Linked DNA regions of Drosophila melanogaster: all the other regions are linked to region 2. Evidence: chromatin contacts called from public Hi-C data. All regions are on one chromosome and are shown on one strand. The core of a region is the stretch at or near the end of the contact, and the rest is flanking DNA. Distances in the headings are between cores, read along the strand shown.

Region 1 (3,770 bases), core at 713-3,212, 120 kb before region 2:
TGTTACATGGTTTGAGCAAGGACACTAGAATTATTCTAGTGTCTTTGGTTTGAGAGACAAGAACTACACGAACCATTGGTTTTAATATATTTTTGTACAAGAAAAACAATTTTCAGTGCCAAAAATAGTGGGTACTTTTTCATCTCACTTTAAATTTTAGATTAAAATAATTTTAATAATCAAACCCAAATTTAAAATATTTTTTTTTTGGTAATCAAAAATTAAATAGAACTTTTAAAAAGATTTTGTTGCGTAAGATTTATGGCGATGGTGACAATGCTAAATTATAATATATATATACATATATTAAAAAAGCGAAACTATTGAAATCTTCTTAATGACTACAAAGTCAAGAGCAAGAGAAAATTACTTTGTATTCTTACTTCGAATGTACTTAGCACGGAGAGGCACATCAATATTAAGGAGTTTTTCTACAGCCAGAGAGTAGCATTGCTCGTTGCACATCATCGAGACGTAGTCCAGCCGGTCAAAATACGGCAATGCCTGGGTGTATGTCTTGTACTCTATGAGCTTTTCGGTCCCACGGTGCAGCAGCCCAATATGCGGATCGGCACGCATAACGGTCTGCAATAACAGAGGTTTTAATTTACACAAGACCTGTGGTCGATTAACAGCTTAAACCTCTCCATCCAGCTCCAGCACAAGACGAAGGACTCCGTGGGCGGCGGGATGTTGTGGGCCGAAGTTCAAGGTCAGATTACGCACCGACTTTTCGACAGGCGTTACTTTGCCTAGTAGAGGAGGTAAGTCAAGCGATTAGTTCAAGGGTCAGTTTAATATTGGGTTACCAACTAACTGTTCCATGGTGGCACTGTCCAAAGTGATGTGACCTCGTCTGGATACATCACCGGGCCGCTAAACTGCTTCATGAACTCAGGGTCTGGATACCACTTGGCTGCTCCCCGTCGCGTCTCCTGAGAACTAAACAACGAGTTTCCAATTGGACAAATATAAATGATATATTCGAATTATGTAAGCATTTACTATTTACGTTAACGCGGCCGATCCAGCTGCAACAAGTTGTGGCCGCAGCCTCAAGTGTGAAAGTCCAGGAATCAACGTTCTTCTCATTATATTGGCCATCCTGATAGTCAAATTCCTCTATTTATGTTTCTTTAGTAACAATTCAGGAATCTAATACAACCAAATAGTTATCCGCAATCGGAATTCTATCCAAAAAATATCGAAAATTACTTTAAACACCGAATCTCGTACAGCTTATATACTATTTACACCAATAATATATCGCAGGTTGTTGCTTCATGAAAATGAAGTGCAAAACACATAAATTCCCTTATATATATTACACACTTTGTCATCCTGCTCGTTTACCCAAGTTTTTATTTATCTTTATATAATGTTATAAACAATAATTGCAATTAATTTTTCGAAGACCTGAATTTTACATCATCCCAATGAAGCGAATTTTGCGTTAATGGAGCACTATAAAAATATAATTACTAGAGATAATAATGATAGCTTCTGCAAGGCTAAACTTATATATCTTAGCAGTATCTCAGCAGAGCGAATGTGGACATTTAATGACTAAAAACAACGAAACTATTTAAATTCTTTAATTAACAATTGATTTCTGGACTTTTCGTCCGATGACTAAACTTAAGAAAACAAAATTATGAAAACTCTTTTAACTTGAACAAAAATTTTATGCAGTCAAGAACCGGTGCTAAGAGATAGTAACGTAAAAACGGATGATCGGACAGACGGTAGTGCTGACTCGGCTCTTGATACTGACCATATATATATTTACTTCAAATTCTTAACTCTTTCACTGGGTTTCAAACTTCTTACACCAATCAAAATAGGTTCGACACGGGTAATAGATAAATTTTAATAATTATAAAATTATTCTTAAAACATAAAATAGTGCTTAAGCCTAGCTAAAAAATTTACTAGGAACTTACATAATGGTTCTGCTACAACAAATGTCAAATAAAATCTTTATAAGACAGTTTCCTATCAATATGGTATGGTTTTTACTGTGAATATTACTTATAGTAGAAATTCGCATATGTTAAATTCAAAAAAAAAAAAAAAAACCAAACCATTTGACTTATATTATAAGATTATACGGGCCTTTGGAAAAAAATCGCTATCGATTGATTTGTAAAATTATCGATGCCCTTAAGTTTCTTTATACATCGAAAGTTAAAGTAAACATCGTTTTTTGTTCCAGCTCTAAACAAGTTTTTTTTATAGCTCTAGCTCTACAGTATTTATATAAATAATTCTTGTATGTAGTCCAAGTGTAGAAAAAACTAATTTAAATGAGCTGTTTTCGAGTATTTCTCTTCAGACAAAAACCTGTTTGGAACAATTTTTAATCATGTGAAAATGTAATTTTGAAAAAGATGTACCAAAAAAGGAAGACGGTGTTATGGGCATATATGTATATTTTGTGTTTTTATATGTCAACTATGTTATACCAACATATTTGTACCGGATTGTTAATCGTATCGAATAAGAATGTTTCCCCGAGAGTAAGATGTTTGTGTATATATAGAGTTTCTTCTGTCTCCTCGGAGAGTGTGTCGTCACTGTGTATGTATACAGAAATGTCTTTTGGTGTATACATACATATGTAATTGTATAATGCTGTTGGGATGTTTTATCACTTAAACATACAATTTTTAAGAAATATATTGATTGTTCCGTTATAAATTGAATGTCAAGAACTGCAGATCCGCTATATATTGTTGATCTTATGCCATGTTGATTGTTTATGACTATGAATGTTAAAAAATATATTAATATTTCGCCAAGCCATTACCAACCCTGTTTGTATAGAAAATGTACCATACATGTATTAAAATGTAGTATCCCACTTAAATTGATAATTGGTTTGCCGGCCTGTTAAATAAGTATTTTTGATCAATCAGGGTCGAATCAAATCAATTAGGCGGTTTCCAAAGTTAAAGCGAAGTACTTTTAAAAATCTCGTAATCTGTCAGGTGGCGGTAGTCAACATATAAATATTGTTGATCAGCATTAACAGCTGCTTATTTCGCCGACTGCCGCCGAACGCGGCGCAAACAGGATCCCTCAGTCTTAGGCTGTTTGTTTTAAAGATCAACTTGTATAAACTTTACATAAAAATATAAATACGCATAATATGCTACTGTTACATTAAAATGTTAACGCGTAATGATCTCAAAGCTTAGAATGAGTAGATATAATATGTAGTTAGATTTTGCAATGGGTAAACTAATTTCAGTCAGGATTGTCAACGAAGTAAAGGAGGAAATGTCAATAGAAGAACACATATTCTTGATCAGTTTACACAGCCATGTCGATATATTTTTTGTCTTTCTTTCCGTTTGCCAAACGACCTTCGAATTGAAGGTTGAAATCCTTTTATTTTGTAGTTCATATACATATACGGGTCGAAAAAGAATGCCGTTAAAGTATTGTTTCTTTTTTAACTGCCTAGTAAACTTTTTGACGAGATAAATTGAAAAGTATAATTCCGCTCTAAAAAAGTCGGGTTAAATTTTCTAAGAACCCTAGGTATTATATCAATTTCATTTTCAGTATCAAAATTTAATCTTGAAGAGGTGAAAACTAAGTCTACGTTAAAAAGAATACTAGACCTAAATCACAGATGAAAAAGAAACAATAATTTAACGGCCTTTTCAATTTAATTTTTTCGGATTGTTCCTATATATGCATATATATTTATATAGTGATATATATGCACAAAAGTTGTATTATTTAACTATTGTCATCAAAAA
Region 2 (3,868 bases), core at 460-2,959:
TGGGTTTTATATTTTCTCCAACCGCAGCATGAGTTGGCCAGCATGATTTTTGATCAAACCGTTGATGAATGCTGAAAAGGACTTGTATTTATAAATATACTTGATATATTTTAAAATAAGAAAAAATAAAAATAATAATTATTATTTATTTTTGGAGACAGCGGCTGGTGATCTTGTCATCCAATCAACTTGGCTCTTGTTGGCCTTATTTTACAATTTTTTTAAAAATCAAATCGCGAAATACAAGCTGTTAGATAATCCCCTGCTGTATTCGATTAAGTCGGATTCCCAAGGTAATACCTTAAACAGCTGTGCAGAGAAAAAAGAAGAGCGCACCCCTTTAAACCCTATTAAAGCATTAGCACGGAAGTCAATGATTCCCCTTCGCGAGTCAATACAAAAAAAAAAAAAAAAAAAAATTGAATAGCTTACGCCACTGACGATCTCTAACTTCAAAAATATTAAAATTATTGGCAAAATTTGGACAATATAATATTTCGGTTTTAAATTGATAGACTTTTGACGATCATATCATATAGCTAACTGTTGAAAAAAATTATAGACTCGTTGTTTTCAAATAAAAAGAGTTCTTCTTCAGTATGCACATTTTTTTGAAAATATATAATTTAGGTTTTTAATCGATCAAAATCAGACGACCATACACTTATATACCTGCCATAGGGAAAAATGGCTCTATGGCTATAAAGCTTAGGAAAAAACACTGACAATTGTAAAACCATTTTTCGTCACAAATCGGCACGGTGAGGCTGCGATCGTCACTTGATTTGTGTGCTCGTGAATATTCTAAAACTCGGAATAACGGAATAATAACCTTCAAAAACTTGTTTCAGGCTACGAAAAAACTTACTTTGAATATAGTAGAAGTATAAAATCCTGCAGCACCGGATATAATGATTTTTAAAAATTAAAAATCATATCTGCATTGTTTGATCCGCCTTGGAAGCGCGATGCGCCAGCAGAAAATGACCACCCTAATGTGCACACAGTCGTAAAAGTTAGTTCAAGCTACATATGTACATGCACATATGCAAAGCCCGTTCATAAACGTTTCACATGAGTCCTCTTTATGACCACTATTGTATTCAATTAAAACCATTTATAAACATAATAAATTATTGTGCTCTTGAACTTCAGTTCATCGCTGAAAGTGCATTATTCCCCTTTTACAAGCAGAACAACGTAAATGAGATATATCATATGTATGTACATACGTAAATTATACATACATACAGAATAAATAGCATGCATATAAGCACATATGTACATTTTTAAAGCTGTGTATGTACAAAGTTATGTACATTTAGCGATAACAAACTTTTTAAACACCTACCAATTGTACATAAGTAGATATATACTTATCTATCGGTATTTATTTTATTTTTATACACTTGTACAACCAAAATCTATTTTGAAACTAGGCAATTGTGTGTTTTAATATATGTATAGTATATATTATTAAATGTTTTATATTGAAGTAACAGTGGGCCTACGGTTTCGAACATTATTCTTTTGCAATCCGCTTTTGTTAAATTTATTATTCATTGTCCAAAAACACATAGTTTGAAAAAATTGTGTATTCAATTGCGCACTAAATAATAATAATTTATTTCTCATAGAGAACCAATATTTGAAAACCCGCAGAGATTCTGTACTGCTGTGCGATTGAGCGACGAAGTAGAACTGAAAGCAGCTGATCAGATGCGATCGGATACATACGGCTCACCGGCAATTTCGTTTTAGTTGGCATAACAGGCCGCTTTTAAAAATGTATCTGCTGAAACGCATTGCAAGAGTAAACTTTAATTCATATTAACATTTTTATCGAGCAAAATAGCATTATATTAAAATGAAATATTTATTGAATATACTCCTACTTTTTTTTTTACAATTCTAGAAAACATTTTATTTATATTTCCACTGTCGCTAATAATCACTTTCTATTGTAAATCAATTTAATCCTTAAGCCGTTTTAACTCTTATAAGTTATGAGTGTAGACATTTTTACATTTCAAAGATTTCAAATAGACCCGAAGAAACTATATAAGATATATTTTTATTAGCAGGATTTGATTTGTCTCTATAATTTTGGTTCCCTAGTTGTTTTTTTTTATTACACAAAATTGAGTGCTATTATACAACAAAAATTACATGCGTATTAATTTGTACTACTGGAATGACTATATTGATACAAAGGAATTTTTAAAATTTAACCGAAGTTCCGCATTCTTGTCCTAACATTTCGTGTTTTAAATTAACGGCAAAAATGTCGTTACTCTGGAATTAATAAAAAGTACCCAACGCACTTACATAAGTATGCAAAAATAATTTTATGTGTATAAAAGAAACTTATATTAAATCAAGTACATATTCGTGCGGGTCCCCTTTGTTCCGCAGTCTTCTTATATAATTATTGCCCATTAATATGGTTGTGTAAGAAGGCAATCTGGGAACTCCATAAAAAGGGTAGGGACAATTACCGCGATGTCTAGTGTTTTCCAGATTAGCTGTCGATATATCGACGCCCGTACAGATGTTTAAGCCTTTCCACACATACATTTATGAGTTTCCTATCGATATGGAAGAAAACGATAGGTGTTCACACTGTACTAACTTATTTTTATTGCTTTGTATCAGCAATTCTGTTGTTTTACTTAAGAATAGCAATTCAAATGGAGAAGACTTCTTTTATGTATCAACAAAGTAACTGATAAGAGATTATTTATTGGATGGATTGTAAGCTACTTATTTTTTCCATTGTGGTTAACAATTTACGATTTTTTTTTGGTTATAATAAAGATTTAAATAAAATAATTTCAACAAGTGCGTCAATTTTCCTTCATCTACGCACATATAGATGGTAATCGTGCGATAAACCTAATATTACGAAAATGGCGATCACGCATTCAACCGATAAATACAGAACTAAAATACTTCCTGATCAAAAACAAGAATTTATAATTTTTTTTCTATTATTTCCACTACGTTGCAATTTTCTGACAGAAATCACTATACGCTCTGCAATGGTTTAACAATAGGAAACGCTTTAGTTGGCTTTCAAATATTTTTCACAACATTTTCAACGAGTAGATTAGTTGAACTATTAATAGCTCATTAATGGACCGATTCTTTAGGTCTGCTAAATTATCATTCTTATATCTGTGAATTTATTTATTTACTGCATCGAATTTTTGAAAATAACGTATTCTCTACGCAATCACTGGTATTGGGTTGCCATATCGATTTCTATATATGTTAAGAGTTGCCGTTTGTATTTTTACACGCCGAGAGTTGCCATCCTGATACGAGCAGATGCGTGCTGAAGTCCAATCGATACTACAAAATACCAAAATACACAGAAAATATAAACAATATTGCATAAACAATATTGTACGAACGTTCGTTTTAGTGTTTAATCACATACTGTTTTTCCCCCATCCGAAAATCGAAGAAAATGTGTGACAATCAATATCTAATAAAAGAATCAGGATACATGTGCGACCATTCGTAATATAAATATGTATGTATATTTTGTAAATATTATTCCCTACTAACTAAACCCATCTGTGTGAATTTTTCCCAAAAGCCCTCTTATTATTGCAGGTAGTACATATATTAGTCGAAATAATTATGATCCGAAAGTTTTTTAATAAGGCTTTTGACCGTAATTAATTTCGAATTGGTTTAACCAAAAAGTGACGACGGTCATTTAAAAGGTCAGAAATTTAATTTAAAATATTAGAAGAGAAACTCTAATATTTTTATTTTGTGTCATACATTGCACCCATTCGGAATATACCGTTTTTTTTTAAAATTATATGTAATGCCCTTTGGCTTGCCACTCACTCGG
Region 3 (3,949 bases), core at 1,360-3,859, 85 kb before region 2:
TGAGCCCAATCGAGCGCATCGAATAGTGATCCTGATAATAATTATTGGTTTGTAATGTACACAATTTAAGCAGCAGAAAGCTTTGTTTTAATGTAATATTTATTATTCGATTTCTCGTATGTTCCCCAAGGGAAGGCTTTTGTCCCCTTTGATCGATTCTTTGTACTGGTTTGTATGACATGTCTTCGTTTTTCCAGCTGTCTGGCGTCACGCACGCGTCTTGTACTGTGTTCGTCTATCCTCGGACAAGTATAATGATTGAGTGGTCATGGGCTGCGGCATTTCAGGTCCAATGATGTAGACCGAGGTCCAGCGCCTTACCTTTATTATAAGTTCTCTCCGCCATTAACATGGCTGCCCTTGACTCACTTAGCATTCTAGAATTCTTCGGAGTTGCTAATTCTTTTCGCACTTAAAATATAACTGTGTTTCGGACACCGACGCTTAAATACTGCCAGTTTATAGAATATCCGCATTATTATATTTCGCATTATTTTGACAAGGCTTAACATTTTTCTTACATATCCTGCATATCTACATTCATAATCCGTTTTGCAAGCATACTTTTCGAATATGGTTCAAACTGGCCAATTGGGGTCTAAACATAATCCTAAAATTGATTTAAAATACACATTTAAAATGAAACGAGTTGCACCTAAATTTTTAGAAAATCGTTGTCATTAGCGCTCAAGAAACTTTTAATATCCCTTCTGGACACTTGCGCTGCATCGATGTATGTATCTGAAAGTTGCATGCTTAATATCAACTGTTTAACTAGAATTGTTCCTGAGATCTCAACGTTCATACGGACGGACATGGCAAGATCGACTCAGCGAATTCAGAACCATCAACAAGAATTTAAATTTAACTTCTGTCTGTTACACTCTCTTCAACAAATTTGAATGTTTGTATTTAAGCCAGGTGGTTTTTATAGCAATTTTGCAGTTTTCTGATTGCGAAAGATATTCTGTTCCGGCAAAATGCATTGAATTTAGTACTTTCTGGTAAATGTAAATGTACTCCATGTTGTTGCACGTTATATATGGACTCACAAGGACTCACTTTTGTGTTGTGGGGATTACTTAATTTGTTGTAAATTGTAGAAGTCCATGATTTTGAAGTGGACAGCAGACAGATGCAATGGTTGCCGTTATCTTATTGTAATTTGCTCGTAGAAAACCATTAATTAAAGTAGTGTTCGTAACGTATAACGTATTTGAATGTTAAAGCTGATAAGGTGCGCTTTCAAATAACATGACGGCGGTATTGGTATTTCAGGTTTACGCCGTGAAACATAGTTGGCATGTCACAAACATAATCTTATACACGATATTATTATTATTATTGAATAAGGTTTGCCATAAGTTGGCACATTGACTTTTAGTTCGCTGCTTTGCATGATACCTTGTCTTAGGGCGTTGGTATCTGGGTATCATATTATATTCTGGGTAGATATTCTCTGTAGACTGCTGTGAGGTTTCTTCGACAGTTTCCGCACTTTTTTTATTTTAGCTTAGTGTGTGCAGAAGTGTAGAAATACGTAGTGGTTCAACTCTCCTGACAATTTAAAAATTTAAATACTTTCGAAAATCTTTTTCTTTATTGACTTTCTTTAAATATATTTTTTACTCCAATGGCATCGCTTGCACACACTTAAAACAGGTATAATTTAGAAAATATATCCCATAAGTTTTATTAGAGAATGCAACTTTTTTCCAGATCTTTATATAAATAGTATCAATAAAACAAGTTTGTCCACCCTCTAAAAATAGTTTTAATCGTTTGTCTACCCTTTAAAAATTGTTTTTATCGTTGGCACAGCCATTAAAATAAATGTTTATTGTTTGTCCGCTCTTAAAAGTAAATAATTTCGTTTGCTCACCTATTAAAACTATATTGGTACATATGTATGTACTTTTTGAAATAGGACGTGAGAAAAAAAAAACTAAAAAACATAAGCAAGCCGGTGGAAAAACAATTCCAGCTTTTAAATTAAAAAAAATATTTATTTATTCTTTTTGGCTTAAAAACCATTTTACTTTAAAACTCCATTGGTTTGCCTACCCTTTAAAAGCTTTATGGACAACGATGCAAACGTTGATGTTTTTAAGCTTTCCAAGTGTTGTCTTTATTTTCATTAATGGTCCGTTTTGGTTTCCTATGGATTCTTTCCCGAACTACCTTTATTAAATGGAAAATTAAATTATCATTAATCATTAGAGCTACTATAACGGCTTTCACAAAAAAAAGTAAGCAATCGAATCGTTTAGTGATCAGTAGATATGCAACGATTACATATACATATGCATATACATATATGAATGTCAGATTATTACGATTATCAAGCAAGATATTAAAAGTATTGGTAACGCCTTTTTTTTAATATTTCGTTTAAATTTTCAGTAGAGAGACAATCACTTTTAATGAATATTATTCTCGTTCTATATTAATTAAAGGCCAAGTGTCAATAATTCGTATAAAACATAAAACAAGAACATCAGTTTATGCTGTTAGCTCATTTTGTACCAATTTCATTATTCCGAATTTGTGGTATTTCGTCGATGCTATTTTAACTTATTTTTTTTAAAGAAAATTTGTTTTCATGGATTTTAATGACGTTATAAAAGTTATCGATACCAGTTGTTTTAACAGAATTGCTGAGTATAAGTGAATTTAAAAAATAAAAAATAAAGAAAAAAGACTGAAAATGATACTCTGGTCTTTACCAAGTATCAATAGAAAATCTACAAGGGATTTTGTGGTCGTAAAAGAACCACTTTAAAATTAAAACGAGACTTCCATAGTAGTAGTCGGCTGTAAAGGTATCAATAAAAGTGGTCCTAAATGACAAAATGTACAAATAAAATAATAAAATCCGTTCAAATATCTTGTGTTCCAAAGCCATAACATCTTGAATTGATAACAGTAATCATCCGTGAAATGTAATGTTTAAATCGAAGCTAGCGTCCCTTAACAAGAATACATACACACTGTCATTTTGTGTAAATATGTATAACATGTATGGTCGTATGTATGTATATAGCAGCGTCGGAAAATGCAGGCTCATATGTGTATACGCTTCCTTGTATATATGGATATGCACATATGCCAGTGAATACCGAACAGGAACAGATCCTTCCAAATTATTTATACATTAATCACATTCATGCTTATACAAAGTGCATTAAAGCTAATCAATTTATTTTTTAGTCTTGGATTTTAAACTGGACCCACAAACACAAATAATGCTATTGACATTGGTAAATCCGCATCAGAGTGCGTACAACCCAAATCAAAAATAAAACTGTTCGAAAACGATCCCAACAAAATGAAAATGGTTGGGTGCCACCCAAATGACAAAAAGGTGAAATATGATGGTATTAAAAGTAAAACTTCTTCCGTAACCATTCTAACTTCCGTACTAAATGATGCTATAAGCGCCCTCAAGTCTGCGTTTTACAAAAATCAAGCTCCAATTAGCGAGCAAAACAGATCTCAAATTGTTTCGAGAATGTCATTATTAAGGACAATACTGCTTATTATAATTTCAATTCACTTTAAATTGGCACATGCAGATCAGGGTACGTACTGCTTAACAATATTAAGACTTAACAGTAAATGATATCTTTTTAATGCTCACGAATATCTGCAGTTGTTCTATTGGATACAACTCGAGAAGCTACATTAGAGTGGACCAGGTATCCATATGGACCTCAAGCCCAAACACCAGGGGTACGCATTATATGTTATTGTTGCTCTTATTTTCAATTTTTATTTAAAAAACAAACGTTTGTTTGTAGTTAAACTTACGTCGACAATAATAAGATAGTAGTAATAAGATATTTATATTCAATTTATTCTATGTCAATTCGATTGTGTACAAATTCTTAAAGATTTTATATAGATTTCTTTATATGTGCTCTTTTTTCTAATTGAAAATCATTTAATT

What was found. Hi-C and Micro-C count contacts between places; a contact is called where the count stands out from the background.
Region 1: a contact with region 2 is called in a Hi-C map of the Kc167 cell line, with 3 times the contacts expected there. The contact joins the promoter of ND-49 here to the promoter of myo in region 2. A contact is called at or near these places in 33 of 107 Hi-C or Micro-C datasets (the Clone 8 cell line, the D17-c3 cell line, the Kc167 cell line and 10 more).
Region 3: a contact with region 2 is called in a Hi-C map of the Kc167 cell line, with 5 times the contacts expected there. The contact joins the promoter of Eph here to the promoter of myo in region 2. A contact is called at or near these places in 45 of 107 Hi-C or Micro-C datasets (the Clone 8 cell line, the D17-c3 cell line, the Kc167 cell line and 18 more) and 1 of 6 datasets of contacts at active chromatin or transcription factors (the Kc167 cell line).

What each region holds. Positions count from the first base shown.
Region 1 is chr4:569,592-573,361 of dm6, forward strand. ND-49 (NADH dehydrogenase (ubiquinone) 49 kDa subunit) reads right to left here and starts at 1,963. Exons shown (of 7, transcript NM_001272135.1): 1 at 1,944-1,963; 2 at 1,013-1,190; 3 at 818-942; 4 at 643-752; 5 at 384-585. The coding sequence starts at 1,104. Ephrin (ephrin,) reads left to right here and starts at 2,164. Exons shown (of 5, transcript NM_166771.2): 1 at 2,164-2,580.
Region 2 is chr4:694,346-698,213 of dm6, forward strand. myo (myoglianin) reads right to left here and starts at 1,710. Exons shown (of 5, transcript NM_166788.2): 1 at 1,352-1,710; 2 at 869-992; 3 at 1-71. The coding sequence starts at 44. It overlaps ey (eyeless), which reads left to right and starts at 3,344. Exons shown (of 8, transcript NM_166789.2): 1 at 3,344-3,538.
Region 3 is chr4:608,075-612,023 of dm6, forward strand. It overlaps Eph (Eph receptor tyrosine kinase), which reads left to right and starts at 2,610. Exons shown (of 14, transcript NM_166776.4): 1 at 2,610-2,822; 2 at 3,211-3,581; 3 at 3,653-3,732. The coding sequence starts at 3,329.